Regions from separate parts of the Mus musculus genome. Here region 1 is linked to region 2. Evidence: chromatin contacts called from public Hi-C data. All regions are on one chromosome and are shown on one strand. The core of a region is the stretch at or near the end of the contact, and the rest is flanking DNA. Distances in the headings are between cores, read along the strand shown. Region 1 overlaps Flrt2 (fibronectin leucine rich transmembrane protein 2). Region 2 holds the start of Flrt2 (fibronectin leucine rich transmembrane protein 2).

Region 1 (6,912 bases), core at 3,574-6,073, 53 kb before region 2:
ATACAAACTCTTTGACACTGCAGACTTTCTAATCAATAGGAGTCTTTACCACAGCACAGTGCCCTTCCAATACACCTACATCACAAGGTCTTATTAACTTCTGCTACTCTCAAGACGTCTTTATCAAGTCGGCACCTTCATTCAGTCTTCCTAATGCCTGGGCACTTGTTATCTGAGATGGATTGATTGCAATTCAGGTATAAGAAGCATGTAGGGAATCTTTCAGATATGCAGCTTTGAAAGTACCTTTAAGGAAAGGATACTCCAGAAAGAAAGAAAAAAATGACCTGGAACACAGGTGGATGTGTTTGGGCTGTGTGTGCCATGTGCAGTCTGGGCTTCCTGAGCTACTGGTAGTGTGGGGCATTTATGGGCGAGCCTGGGCGTTTGGTACTTGCTGGAAAGGATAGTGTAAAGGCTGTGATAGAAGCTAGCATGAGAGTTGAGGCACTTCCAGGCAGTCCACAGGCTGGGAGAGTGCACAAATATGAGACCCAGTCTAAACCTAGAGATTTGAAGTGTTCCAGTTAGGCTGGAATCAGAAAGACTCACAAGGTTGGTATGTCACAGCGTTGCTAAGCTCAGAGGTTGGGAATGGACTAAAGGGACTACATGCAGTCCATGGCACTCATCAGACTGAGCCAGCACACAGAAAGTACCACCTGAGCTAGATTAGAAACTCAAGGCCTAAGAAAGTGTCTAGACTGAAACAGAAACCAAACAGTAGCTCACAGGCCTTTGAAAACTTCCTGACTCAATTATGCAATTTTTTTAAAATTTCACAACAAATGGTAAATAAAGTCTTTTGAATAAATGCTTTCTTTCTGAAGCGTGGCATTGCACTGCCAATGAATTAATTGGTTTGGGATTTCTTTTATACTACCTTGCAGCTAGCCTTTTGCTAGTTACCCAACACAAAAAGAATGTCTATTACTTACAAGGGAAAGAAGAAGAAGAGGAGGAGGAGGAGGAAAAGGGAGAGGAGAAAGAGGAGGAGGAGGAAGAAGAAAGGGGAAACACAACCAACAGTGACTTACTCAAGGCCACTCAGCATTCAGAGGAAAGAGTGATTAAGCTTCTGACTCAGTGAGTGTGTGACTATTGCACCTTCCTAGCACGTACTCAATGGGCATAAACACATGACATGACGCTTCACATATGCCTTGCCATATGATCATATGTAGATGCTATGCATAGCCTTCAGATAGTCACATCTCTATAGTATTTTTAATTGAATATGTCCAGAAAGACAGAAGGGACAAAAGCTAGCAACACTCACTGCTTACAAACTAAACAGAAAAAAAAATGAATGTATAAGGGGAAAGAAATTAGTCTAAAATAGTCCAAGGTTCTGTTACTCTGTAGCTCTCCATTATAAGATTTTTACTTCTCTGCCTCTTCTAAATGATGGACCTGATGCAGGCACTTTTGAAAGTCTCATTGAGAGGTGCGATTGGCACTGGGGGAAGCAGAGACAGAGAGGACAGAGATGGCTAACACTCCTACAATGCCTAGCACAGAACAACCTTCTGTAACAAAGTCTTCCATGTTCACGAGTGTCACCTCAAAGGAATACTGAACAGGTGACAGGAACTTGACAAGGCTACTGGCTTTCTGACAGCCTTTGCATCCCCACCTACATAATATTCCTAATAAAACATATTGCACCGTGAAAACTACGTTTTGGTGCGGCAAGAAACAATTCAATCAAAACGTTTAATTCAATTACTAAAAGACTCCTGAAACTTTAGCATTAATGGTACACAGAAGGCTTTGGAATACACATGAAAAATGAAGAAAATCTAGCTCTGAAAGAAAAAAAAATAAGGTTTTTGTTTTAGTTTTGTTTGGTTTTTGGGGTGTTTGTTTGTTTGTTTGTTTGTTTTGTTATTTGTATTTTAAATACTTGATTATCGAGGACAGACATTTGAAATGTAGATTGATGACTTGAAGAAGTGGTAAGGGTGTTTGAAGCCCCTAGTTTTAAATTTAAAATACCAGTAAGAAAGTCCAAAAAACAATATGCAGGGCAGTGGTGGCACACAACTTTAATCCCAGCACTTGGGAGGCAGAAGCAGGCAGATTTCTGAGTTCGAGTCCAGCCTGGTCTACAGAGTGAGTTCCAGGACAGCCAGGACTACACAGAGAAATCCTGTCTCTGAAAACCAAAACAGAAAAGAGAAAAAAAGAAAAAAAATCAATACTTGGTACCCTTGAAAGGATGTTGATCTAATCCTATCACCACCAAGAAGACAGGATGCTAAAACAAACAATTCCAAAGCAGCCTTTCCATTTGCCATCCCACAAACCTGAGTACTTTGCAGAAGAAGAAGGGCAATTAAAAATTAGTCGGCATTTAAGCAGAAAGAATTTACAATTATATTTGTATTATCTTTGAGACAGGAGTTCCTATGCCAAGGCTAAATTTTTTTATTTAGTCTTAAGGGATCTGATATGGTTTGTTTGAACTGTCAACTGTGACCACATCTGAAGAGGCAGTTTGCATGGGTCTGCTGATCTTGTGGTGAGTTTTGAATAACAGGGATGTCTTCACATGGGCAGGGAGTGTTGGTTTCCTCCCTGGGCTGCTCATTTAATTTGTCGAAACACTTGGCACTTGCAAAGCAAGTCCCTATTAAAACGACCTAAAAATCCAATATGTTTCTCTGTTTTAAGAGGTGACCAGAGCCAGAAACCACAAGATTATACAGCCAATGAACAAACAAAACAACTCAGGAGGATCCCGAAGGCAGAAGGAGCTCTTCAGCAGAAATTCCCTGTAAGTGTTAGCACACTGGAGCTTGCTTGTCAGTGTCAATTAGAGGGATCAAGATGACCTCTGCTTTAATTTTCTCTCATTCCCTAGCCACTTACAAATGAGATGACGAAGCAGTTTCTGTGCAGAAAAAAAAAAAAAAAAAAAAAAACAAACCTTGTGCCCACTTCCTTAAGTGCAGAAAGACTCCCCCGTGTGTGAGTCACCGTGCATGCACATAAGTGTTACTTTTGGAAACAAGGCTAAAGCGAGCTTCCTCCTTTGACGATAAGAGGCAATCACTGCGTGCTTGTCTAAAATACAGTCGAGTAGCAAATACCAAGCTAGATGCTGGTTGCATAGAACCACTTAGATGTTGCTGCAGTCAGAATAGAGACTAATGGTCTGGCAAGGAAAACATAGAGAAATAAATACAAAACCATTTCTACCATTTTTAAACTCTCTGGGAATCTCCTTGTCCCAACAAAGTGTCACAGAATAAATCAACCTTTTCCATGTGGATTTCTTTCTTATTACGTTGAGATCAAGTCCATTTCCAAATGGATTCTAGGTTGAAAAATCCCAGGAAAATATGTATTTTGTCCATAAAAATTACTCATGTACTTTCATATGTTTAATGCATTATACATGCATATGTATACCAAGCTTTTGAAACTTTATGTTATTTTTAAATTGATGTGTGCGATTATTATATTTTCTGTGTGTAGGTTACAGATGGTTATGACCAACAACGTTAGTGCTGGGAACTGGACCAGAATCCTCTGCAAGAGGAGCAAGTGCTCTTAAGCACTTGGCACTCACCGCAGCCCCATAAGCACCATAATTAAAAAAAATTACATGACTTAAATTACTACGTAAACATTGGTACACATAGAAGGGCTTTAAACACCAATTTTAGCACCATTCCTTGTTTTAGAAATTTTACCATACTATGGCAATCACATCCAACACATTACCGACCCACTAATCAAATTGTTAACTGTTGAATATGGCATATTAACCACAGGGTAATGATGTATTACCTACCTCTATAGCTTACTCTCTCATACTTCAAATATTCTGAGTCCTGACTGGGGATGAGGGTTTGCCTGCCTGGTCAACCCTGATTAGAGAAAATCTCAGGTTCAACCTGTAGGATACAAAGCTAATTCCTCATCCTGACTGTGTGATTAGGGGTAATCATCTAAGTGCATGGTGTTTCATTTCCTTCATTTTACAAATGGGGATGAAATAACTACTTCTCATAGTGTTGTTTTATGGATTAATCATCTGGGCTATGGATACAGCTTAATGGCAAAACAGTGGCCTAGCAATCACAAGGCCTTAGCTTCAATTCTTACTAAGAATCAATAGTATTTTAATATATACTATACAAGTAAGTTCATGATAAACACATATTGGTTATGCTGATATGTTATATAAGCATTGACTACATTAATTACACAGTAGAATTGAAAGGTGTTTTAGTGAAATACTTTCACTTACTCATTTAAGGAATATAGAGCTGATGCCAAGGAGGAAAATATATCACAATATTTACTGTAATTGTCAGCAAAACTGAAGCCCTGTTTCTTCCTCAGCATGAGGAAAGGCACAGCAAGCCACTCCACTCTGGTTTGACATCTACTCATCTTTACCGGGAGCTTCAAAAAGAAATCCATTGAACCCTTTGCAATTTTGTCTATGTGACAATTGTCTTATTGTTTAGATTTAGATAAACGTGAAAAAAGAACCTATCCTTATTTTCTGAAACCTAAATAACACAATAAGAAATACAGCACATACTAGAACACTCTGTATCCACACTGTGCACACACCTAGGTGCATACAAAATGATGATCCTTCTGTGTGCTGAGTTTACAGTTGCTGGGTAGTTTACTCTGTAACTTTGGATTTCCAAAAAACATCAATAATACAGTTTCGTTTATCATCTGAAAGGAAGAGGGTTTCTATTTTTAACATGTAGCTAGTTTCAGGGTTACCATCCTCACTGAACACTAACTTCCCCTTTGGAAGGGGAAGGCAAGATCACTCTAGTATAATGCAAATACTGTCCTGGAAAGTGACAGTCTGGGATCACAAAAACCTGAAAGAGATTAGTTAAGGAAACTGAATGCCTTAGTGAACAACTTCCTCAACCAAGAGTATAGACAGTTGGCTGGGTAAAACCTAATCAGAGATGGCTTGTACTGGTCAGGGCTCACTGAGTGCTAAGGACAGACAATGTGGCAGGCATCATCTTCCTTACTCTAAGCCCCCTTTGGGAGTCTCACTAGGTGACACTAGGTGTGCATACTAGAGTAGCTTGAGAAAAAATAAATCAGAGTTCAAAACCACACAACAGGTCAGAAGAGGACTTTGAAATGCCTACAGATTTCTTGGAACTAAATCAAACCTCCTTTCAACGATGTCACAGAGACCTAGACTGCCCCTCACTTTTCGCTGGCCCACCTATATCTTTATTTATTCCTTTGCCATTTTGCCAGCTTGTCCCCTCTGCACTTTTTGGATGTTGCCCTCTCTCAGGGACAAGTTAGCAAGGGTACAAAAACCCTCCCCTTGCTCCCGCCCAGAAATTTCGCTGAAGATAGGGTCAGCCATGCCAGAGCCCAGTAGGCAGGAGCATTCTCACAGAAGTGCAGCTGCAGACATGCACACCGGCTCTGCAAGGCTCATAAAGCAGCTTTCAGCAGCACTTAGCACCCTGTGTGAGTGTGCATCTGCAGCAGGAGCCAGACACTGCACAGTGAGCGATTCTCTGCTGAACTCAGGCAGGCCTGCCTGTGTGTGAGCAGAGAAAAGGGCCTGGGAGCCAGAGAAGAATGTCCACCCTCTGTGGCTCTGGAGGGTGTATTGTCACATGCTGAAAGACAGGAAGAGGAAAGGCAGCCAAACACTGTCAATGGAAGATCCTCAGACCCACTATGTCCCCCAGCCTAGGTGCCCAATATCTGCTGCTTTACAGATATTCAAAATGAACATACAGAGTTTTAAAAAAATAGTTTTGTGCATCTTTTATTGGCCTCTACATTTTTCTCAGTTATACTTTTCAATGGTTTGGTCATGAAATATCTCTACTAATTATTTAAACAAAGAAATCAGTATCACGTCTCGAGTCAATATTCCACAACCTGGTATGTGCACATTCTATGAGGAACAGGCGTCTCAAGTCTTATGCAAACATTAATCATCTCCCCCGTTGATGTAATGAGGTAAGTATCTAAGAAGACCTAGTTCAGCAGTACTTACGGAGGTTAAGACAACAGAGCAATTTAATTGGAGGGCCTTCCACAGCCTTTCGAACTCCGCAGCAATAGAGCGCAGGAGCCCACATCCCCTGCAACATAAATAAATCCGACTGCAATGCTAAAGGTAGTTCACACATAAGGGCCAGTCAATAACAAGAAGCCAATGCCAATCACATTCTGTTCTCACACCGTCCATACACCCGTGGCCAGATTCTGATTCGCTTAAGAAGGTCCTTGTTCTCCTAGCTGGTCCAGAGACAGCTCTCTGCTCTCTAGAGTATGACAGTCAACTTTATGCACTTACTGACTATAAAGTGAACAATATTTCTTTCTTTAACAATACCTTGAAACTATCTTCCTGAATGGGGTCAGGAGCCCTGACCCTGTAGGAAGAGTTCCGGGATAGGGCACTCAGGCATAGGGGCCTGAATCTGGAAGTACTTGTGGCTTTAAGCACCTGCTGCCAAACTAGAGCTACACTCCTAAAATTCTTTGCACTAACCCACATTGGAATTCTTCTCATGACAGAGAGCCCATCCACTGCTCAATGGATTTACCCCTTGATCACTACTCTGAAAATGTTGATGAAAAAGTTTCCTAGTAGCAAGAATCTGGAATGGTTTAAGACTATGAACCAAAATTAAATCCCCTTGAAAATATACTTTAAATCTCCTTACATCTCAAAATGTTATGATATATCTTAAAAAGTAAGGCTGACATCACAAATAAATACATTTCCCTTAAGTATTATTTGTATAAGTACTAGGAAAGACAGTTTCAGCCTCCAAGTTGAACCTTGACAGCAATATTCATTATGCATGTGAGCTATCTTTCATTGATTCATCTTTCACTATTCTATGAAATGAACATGAAGAACGTTCAGACATG
Region 2 (7,483 bases), core at 1,480-3,979:
TTCCTCAAGCGTCCTCCCTACACACCCGGAGCTTCTCTGAAAGATGAAAAATCCTTTCTCTAGTCCTCTGGATGTATGTCTACACCAGAGGAGCTATTAGACTCAGAAATGATCGAAACGTAACATGAGAGGGTAAAAATATAGCAAGTCTCTCAAACCAAAATGGCGTTATTTCACTCGCCGGCAACATTGGGGATGTGCTGCACCCCCAGTCTATCAAAGGTCCACTCAGCAAGCTTTCTTCCATAAACTTTAACTGTAGAAATTAGAGTGTGGCATCATATTTAGACACATCTACTTTCCCCCATTACCCTGCCTGCTCCTGGAAAGAGAGATGTTCCGTAGATGAGTTGTCTCCATAAATTACAATAGACAACTGACAATGACCGCTTCAAAGACTAACCAGCTCTACAGTTAGGACGTCCAATTGATACAGCTTTCTCACTTGCGAGTCTCTTTGCAAAGGTTAAAGGGTAATCTAAGAAATGGGAGACATGACTCTTTATTTGATCCACCCCCACCCCCTTTTGGCAAGGGGATGGTGGCCTGGTTTGCTCCCCCATTCATTGCTGTCCCCGTGTCTCCAGCAAGTTGTGGTCCTGTTTTAACTAGTCTGGAGACCGGCGGAATACTAACAGAAGGGGGAGGGGGAGCAAGCCGTCGCCTAGCGTTAGGCTGTAGAGGCGCACCGTGGGTAGGGCCCCGGGAAAAGCGATTTACAACTTGAAAGCTGGCCTGGACCAACTCCCTAGAGATGTCCTCTGCTCCGGGGGCTGAGAACTTTGGCAGGGGCGTTGGCTATAACGCGCTGGAGATGGTTTCCGGAGGAACCCCCGAGCGAGACCGCACTCCTTGTCCTCAGTTCAAAGTCTGAGTCACTTGGCAGCACTTCCCCAATTGTTTTTATTTCCTTGCAGTGCTGTTGTGTCTGCTACCTTCATGGATTTGAGCTCTTAAACCCTGGTAAGGCGACTTGGAGAAACGCCCGATTTGTCTCCCAAGCCACACAGGGATCCACCCAAACCCGCCGCGACTCGGGCATTCTCTCACATTGGCACACACCACTGGGGTTCAAGAGAGCTTGCCACCCTTCCCCGTGCTTTATATATACAAAGGAGGCTAGAAAACACATAGACATACCCTCGTCTGTCTTTTCTCCAAACTCAAAGTGTAACCTACAAATAACCAGGAGAGAATGGAGCTCCAATGGAGACTTTAATTTGAGAACAGATAGTGAGAGTCATCTTGGAAGCTTCCGAAGTAAAGTGCCAAGATAAGAGTGGTGATGTTGATAGCCTTCAGGAACAACTGCCCCTGGTCGCCCAAGGCGCCTGGCAGGCCACATGATTTATCCAAATAGCAAGTGTGGGACCAGCCCTTCCAAGACAGACTTAGCTAGCTGGGCTTCTTAATCATGGAAGAGATTACAAGAAAAAGTGACCACACTAGCTCTCAAAACTCCAGTAAGAGCCCTGGGCTGTTCAGCTCAGAGGAGGGCTTTTTCCAGGAGGCCAGAGTCTAGTGGAGGCTCTAGGGCAGCTGGATAGGTCCGTCCCCCTTACTACTCTGGGTATCTGCATTCAGCGCCTGAGGGCATAGAAGGACCTATCTCCGCAGCCCAGGCACTGGACGCAGGGAAAGTGGACTCCCCAGTATCGGGATCTCCTGGGGACTTTTCCATCCCTGACCAGTAAGGAAAGCACAATTACACCAGCTATGGAACTACCAGTTCTGGTGCAACAGCAGGGCAGGAAAGGTCCTTGGCTTGTAAAAATCACGAGCGATTGGAAAGAAAACGAACTAGCATCCCCAATTTAGTGGGGAATTGATCCCGGATTTCGGGCATAGGGCAGGTAGGGGCTTGAGATACTGAGGCTTGATAATAACACTTCTTGCATTCAACCCAGATGGGTATGGAGGGTTGTTACTTACCGGACTTAAGAGAAGCATTCTAAGGAAATGAAAGGCTGTTCTAAGCTTAGGGGATTTGGAAAACTCCATTTAGGATCGATGCTTTTGGCAGGTAGCAAATGAGCGATTTTACCCACAACTCGGTTACAAAACTCCCTAGAGGACTTGGAATCGACTTGAATGTAGAAGGCGCAGCCCCCCCCCCCCCCACACACACACACACATACACACCGGGTCCCCAAGTAGTCGGGGTAGATAGAAAAAGAATCCCATTTTCTTTGCGGATAAAAAGACAAAACATAGAACACCCACCTAGTGACCACCCACCACTTGTTCAAAAGGGAGTGGGGGTCCAAATAATGTGGTGGCCATGTAAAGAAAGCTAGGGCAGTCACTAGAAATTTCACCTGGCACAGCAATCCTTTTACCTGGCAGCCTTGTCTCCTTAGCTCATCCGAATCCAACCGGGTCCGGGAGGTGGAAAGGGAAGAAGCTAGAGCGGCAGTAGAGGGACTCCCCGGGCATGGTATTGTTTTAGGGGTCGCCGCCGAGGTCCCTCCTGCCCATCGTTGAGAACTGCCAGTCTGGTCCTGAGGTTCAGTGGACGCGGTGACCGGTTCTGCGCTGCTGCCTCCACGTTCTGGAAACTTGGGACAGAGGACCAGATAAGAGCGCACCTGGAAGCAGAGAGAGAAAGAGCTCTCTGCGTGTTTGAGAAGCACTGCCCTTGGTGTTATCTCCCAGCGCACATTCCTTGGTGGTGACAATGGATGACGCCAAACTCACAAGTGATGGCGACTGCTTTCAAATGTACAACTAACTGCAAGGTACCCGGCAAGACAGAAAGCTTTGCTCACCTCCCACTCCTTTCCCTCCCATCGAGGAGGGAACTGGCTTAACCCTGTGTTCACCCTACACTCCGGATAGAAGCTAGATTGCGCTGAGAAACCACAGACGCTGGCTTTCCGGGCAAAAGCTTTGTTCACGTGCAGTTCCAGTGGGCGTGTGGCTGTCTAGGGGCACTTGGGTGGCAAGGTGCCAGTGGCGCGCTTTCCGAGAGAGACTCGGAGATGGGAAGGAACCTAACGTTTCATCCGGACCAGACCCAGCCCTCACAATCTATTTTTTTTTTAACCTCCAGTTACCGGATTTATTGAAGTTGCCAGCAAAGTTGGCTTTTATTCCTTTACTTCTGTGTCCCCCGCCTCTCATATAATTTCCTTGCCCAGCTGCGCTTTGAAGACTTAGAAATCTCTGATCAAGCTCTAACTCTTAACAGAGTTTCAAGTGCAGTGCGAGAGGAATGGAGAAGGGGACCCACCCACTCCTGCCAAATTTAAATGAAACCGCAAGGAGAGTGGCCTCCCTCCTACCCATCAGAAGCTGGTGTCAACTAAATGACATCAGTTAAATAAGAAAGAGTAAAACACCTGAAGACCGGGTGGAAAAGAGACAAGAACGAAGTTGGTATGTGATTGGGTAAACGAGCCTAAAGAGAAAGGCATGAGTGGAATAAACATAGAGAGGGGGAAAAAAGAATACAAATGCAAAAATTAAAAATAGGGGAGCAGGGCTTGATATATATCAGGTTAGTTTTAAGGGCGATTTGACTAACAATGTCTCCTCAGCTCCCTTGGAACAGGTTAATTATATAATGAACAAATTCCGGCTTGGGTTTAGTGAACAGCTTTGCCTATACATTCAGAACTTCCAGAAAGTTAATTGAATAAGCAGAGAACCCGTCTTGTTGACCCAGAAAAGAAACTCAGGCCTGAGAAAACTGTTCTCTTCTGCTGTAGCTTTCTCTGTCAAATGAGCCCAGACACTGTGATCTGAGCACAAACGTACAACTGTTTTTCTCAGGCTCTATTCTTCAGTAGGAAGCTGTTAGACAGTGGAATAGGCATTGCTGAAAGGGGTTATTTTAAAAGGGAGAGCAAACCGCGCTTTACCACCGAATCGGTGCCTCCTCCGGACCCAATATACCCAACCCGATGTGAATGGCAGAAACTGCAAATGCCCATCTGAGCCCAGCAGTCCTGAGAGGCCTCTGGAGCTGCCTCAGACTTCAGCTTGAAGAATTCCGTTGTAAATCCTTCTGATTTGCCAAGGTGGCAGCAGAGCATAGCAATAGCTCCTTTGGTTCTTGAATCAGCAAAGCTCACAATTTAGGACATATGCATTTCCACCGTTCTTTAAATATCCATTCTTCTGTGCAGTTATGCATATGTGTCCCCAGAACCTATCATCCTCTATATCCTTCTTCTGAGAAGACAGTATATTAAGCTCATTCTTACAAACATATATTGGTTAACCAACAAGATGAAACCCTAAACAGGCTTGACATTGTGATTCATGCTACTGGAAACAGAATTAATCCAGAAAAGGAAGAGGGGGTGGTTATTAATAAATATAATTTCATTTTCCAGTAATGATGATTCAAAAGTATAATAAAGTAGTGCAATGAGCATATCCTCCTTTCTAAAAAGCTATGGGTGTTGTTGTTATTATTATTATCATGATTTTTATAAATGTAAGAAAATACTACTGGAAGTGTATGTAGAGAAGCAATGTGATAAGTCGTAAGTCTGACTGAAGAGTCAACTTAAGGAATGCATGGAAGTGAGGTCAGACAGAACAAAAGTCTTGTATTTGAAAAACAAAAAAACAAAAACAAGATAGCCAGAACATTTCTGAACAATAAAAAAGTTATTTTTGAAGGAATCACTTTCCCTGACTGCAAGCTGTACTGAAGAGCAATAGTGATTAAAAAAAGAAAAAGAAAAGAAAAGAAAAGAAAAGAAAAGAAAAGAAAAGAAAAGAAAAGAAAGAAAAGACAAGACAAAACCTTCATGGTATTGGTATAAATACAGACAGGTTGATCAATGAAATAGAATCGAAGACCCTGAAATAAACCCACACTCCTACAAAGCATACAGTAGAAAAAAAAAGCATCTTCAAGGAATGGCCTAGGTCCTTTATCCCTCCCTCCCTCCCTCCTTCCCTCCCTCCCTCCCTCCCTCCCTCCCTCCCTCCCTCCCTCCCTCCCCCCTCTCTCTTTCTTTCTTTCTTTCTTTCTTTCTTTCTTTCTTTCTTTCTTTCTCTCTTTTTTTGGAGAGCTTCAAACATGAGCATTGTTACCTACATCACTTGCACCATCTATGCCTCAAATTAACCTCATGTTCCTCCCTCTAAATCAGTGGTCTCATTAATCATTGTTACACACACACACACACACACACACACACACACACACACACACGGAGAGAGAGAGACAGAGAGACAGAGAGACAGAGAGACAGAGAGACAGAGAGACAGAGAGACAGAGAGACAGAGAGACAGAGAGACAGAGAGAGACAGAGACACAGACAGAGAGACAGACAGAGAGAGAGATGGAGAGACAGAGAGAGATCAATGTGTCCATTTAGCATAACTTCTATATCTATGCCTTAAGGTCTACCTATCATTACCTATCTGGGATTGAATATCCCATAAGACACCTGGTGGTTGGAAAAGCCTGATTCTCCTCTCATCAGCCACTTGTAAGTTTGGGACTATGTGAAATTTTCGTTGTCCACACAGGCGTGTCAACCGGCACTGGCATTACATAGATTTTGTCCAAGCAATCACATTATGAGTTTTCACGGGTACATTTGTCCTGTTATGCTTAAGGATTACTATCTAACATCAGGCCTCCCGAGATTCTTGATCTTCCAACTTTTCTGACTAAATTTCCATAATACTCTTGGAGCTGTTTGAGTGTAGATGTTGCACTGCAGGTGTTTCGGTTGTGACTGGACACCTGCCTTCCCTTATTCTCTGTATTTTGACAAGTTACCGACCTCTATAACAGTCTTCATCGGCTGCAAAAGAAGCTGCTTTGTTGAAGGGTAAGAGCTACAGTAACCTGTAAAGATAAGTATTTATAATATGCTTGGGAAGCATATACGTTTTGGAAAATGGCAGTACTAAATTCTTCTTCCTGGTTTATGATCTCTCCAGCATCTCCAGGTTTACAGTACCAGACATTAATTCCTTCCTATTGAGCAGGCCTTAAGTCCGATTGCACCATTGATGAGTGATATCTTGCCAATGCAGGCGTTTTTGGTGGCTGACATGAAATTATAGCTGGTAGGACTTACCTATTACCCCTCTCCCTCAGCAGTGTGCAGAGCATCATCTGGTATGATGAACACCTCCAGTATGTCTTTGAAAGATTGTTCCACACTCTCCCTTCTCTACTCAATTTGAATCAGTCTTCAACTAATCTGCATTAAAATAGTCTTTCTTTGATCTTCTTTGTGCTTCCCTTCTATTCCTACATCACATTCTTCACTTGTTCAAAACCTCAACTAATTTATGCAAACATAGCAGTCATTATACCCATGGCTTCTCGTCTCCCTCTGTCACATTTTCCCGAGAGAGTGCTGTTCATTTCAATTTTCCATAAAGTGATGTTTAACTATCTGCAGTTTGTCTCTCAACTAGACCTTAGCATCTCAAAGTATTATATTGGTTTCACGCTTCTATTTCAGTTGTACATAGTCCATCATGCTTCCCCTCACCAGATGCTCAAAGATGGTTTGATTTCACAAATAAGCCTTCTTTGCCAGGCATAGAAATGCACCCTTCCTTCTAAGGTAGGGACAATGGCAAGAAAATCCATGGCTAGCATGCAGTGCACAGATTGCTTTTCTTCTCTTTCACAAGTAAAAAAATACTACTAATCTATGAAATTATTTTGTCAGTGGGGCTGTTGTCCTGCCATCTGCAGCTCTGGGATACATTCCCTTCTGATTTGAAAACATTACACTGCAAAGATCCCCTCACAAACATCTGTAGAAAATGTTCAACTTGTAGCAGGCCTTTGATGAATAGATTTTGTGTCTACCCTGTCAAATTCTCAGTCTAGTGAAGTCCCAGAGACACATAATTACATGCTCATTACAGAAATAAAACAATTTTAGTATGTGCAAAGTGCTTTAGTGCTTTGAAAGACATTTCTCTAGGGAGAGGGCCTCATTCAAGTGATGGTGAAGATCTCTTGACAGTATACTGATTTTACAGGGACCTCTGTGGCATTATTTTATATCCAGCCTTCTGTGTATTGCGGCCCCAGCTACTGGAATCTCTGGTCTCATGAAAAAGCCCTTTAAACTAAGATTGGAAAGCCAGCCTATAAGTAATTGCTAGAACATCCATTTTCTTAGCCATGTTATTTTTTTTCCCATTTCTGTGTAGGTTACAAGATGATTATGCGTGAACAAAAACAGAAGGTACACACTGACAGGAAACAAAAGCACATTAAACCATGGAGATTTCCTCTTACATAAACCTGCCTTTTGGTCTGCAGTTGCTCTGTTCCAAAGGAAGGCTAGCAAAAACTTGATGTATATTCTTCAACTGCCGTAGGGGGAATAACTTGGAGACACACCTTTTAAAAAACAGAGTATAAAAAGAAACGCAAGATCTACCCAGGGACTTATTTAATCTTAGATGTTTCCATTATAGTAAATGGAATAGAGCTTCATATATCTAGCTGTGATTTTGATGAGCAGAGGCGGATCTTATA

Evidence for each region. Hi-C and Micro-C count contacts between places; a contact is called where the count stands out from the background.
Region 1: a contact with region 2 is called in a Hi-C map of bone marrow-derived macrophages, with 1.8 times the contacts expected there. The contact joins the enhancer-like site here to the promoter of Flrt2 in region 2. A contact is called at or near these places in 1 of 39 promoter capture datasets (macrophages), 21 of 484 Hi-C or Micro-C datasets (LSK cells, the MNK3 cell line, bone marrow-derived macrophages and 11 more), 1 of 115 datasets of contacts at active chromatin or transcription factors (bone marrow-derived macrophages) and 2 of 9 other capture datasets (adipose tissue and bone marrow-derived macrophages).

The regions. Positions count from the first base shown.
Region 1 is chr12:95,743,117-95,750,028 of GRCm38.p6, reverse strand. All of the region lies in intron 1 of Flrt2 (fibronectin leucine rich transmembrane protein 2), which reads right to left. Among named protein-coding and RNA genes, the nearest start is that of Flrt2, 54 kb to the right of the region's middle. Within about 2 kb of position 4,823, at least 49 of the 459 cell types and tissues checked have an H3K27ac peak or open chromatin away from gene starts, as enhancers often do. A contact at or near this core is called in bone marrow-derived macrophages, cerebral cortex, cortical neurons and 1 more, where this site is marked.
Region 2 is chr12:95,687,472-95,694,954 of GRCm38.p6, reverse strand. Flrt2 (fibronectin leucine rich transmembrane protein 2) reads right to left here and starts at 2,729. Exons shown (of 2, transcript NM_201518.4): 1 at 2,340-2,729.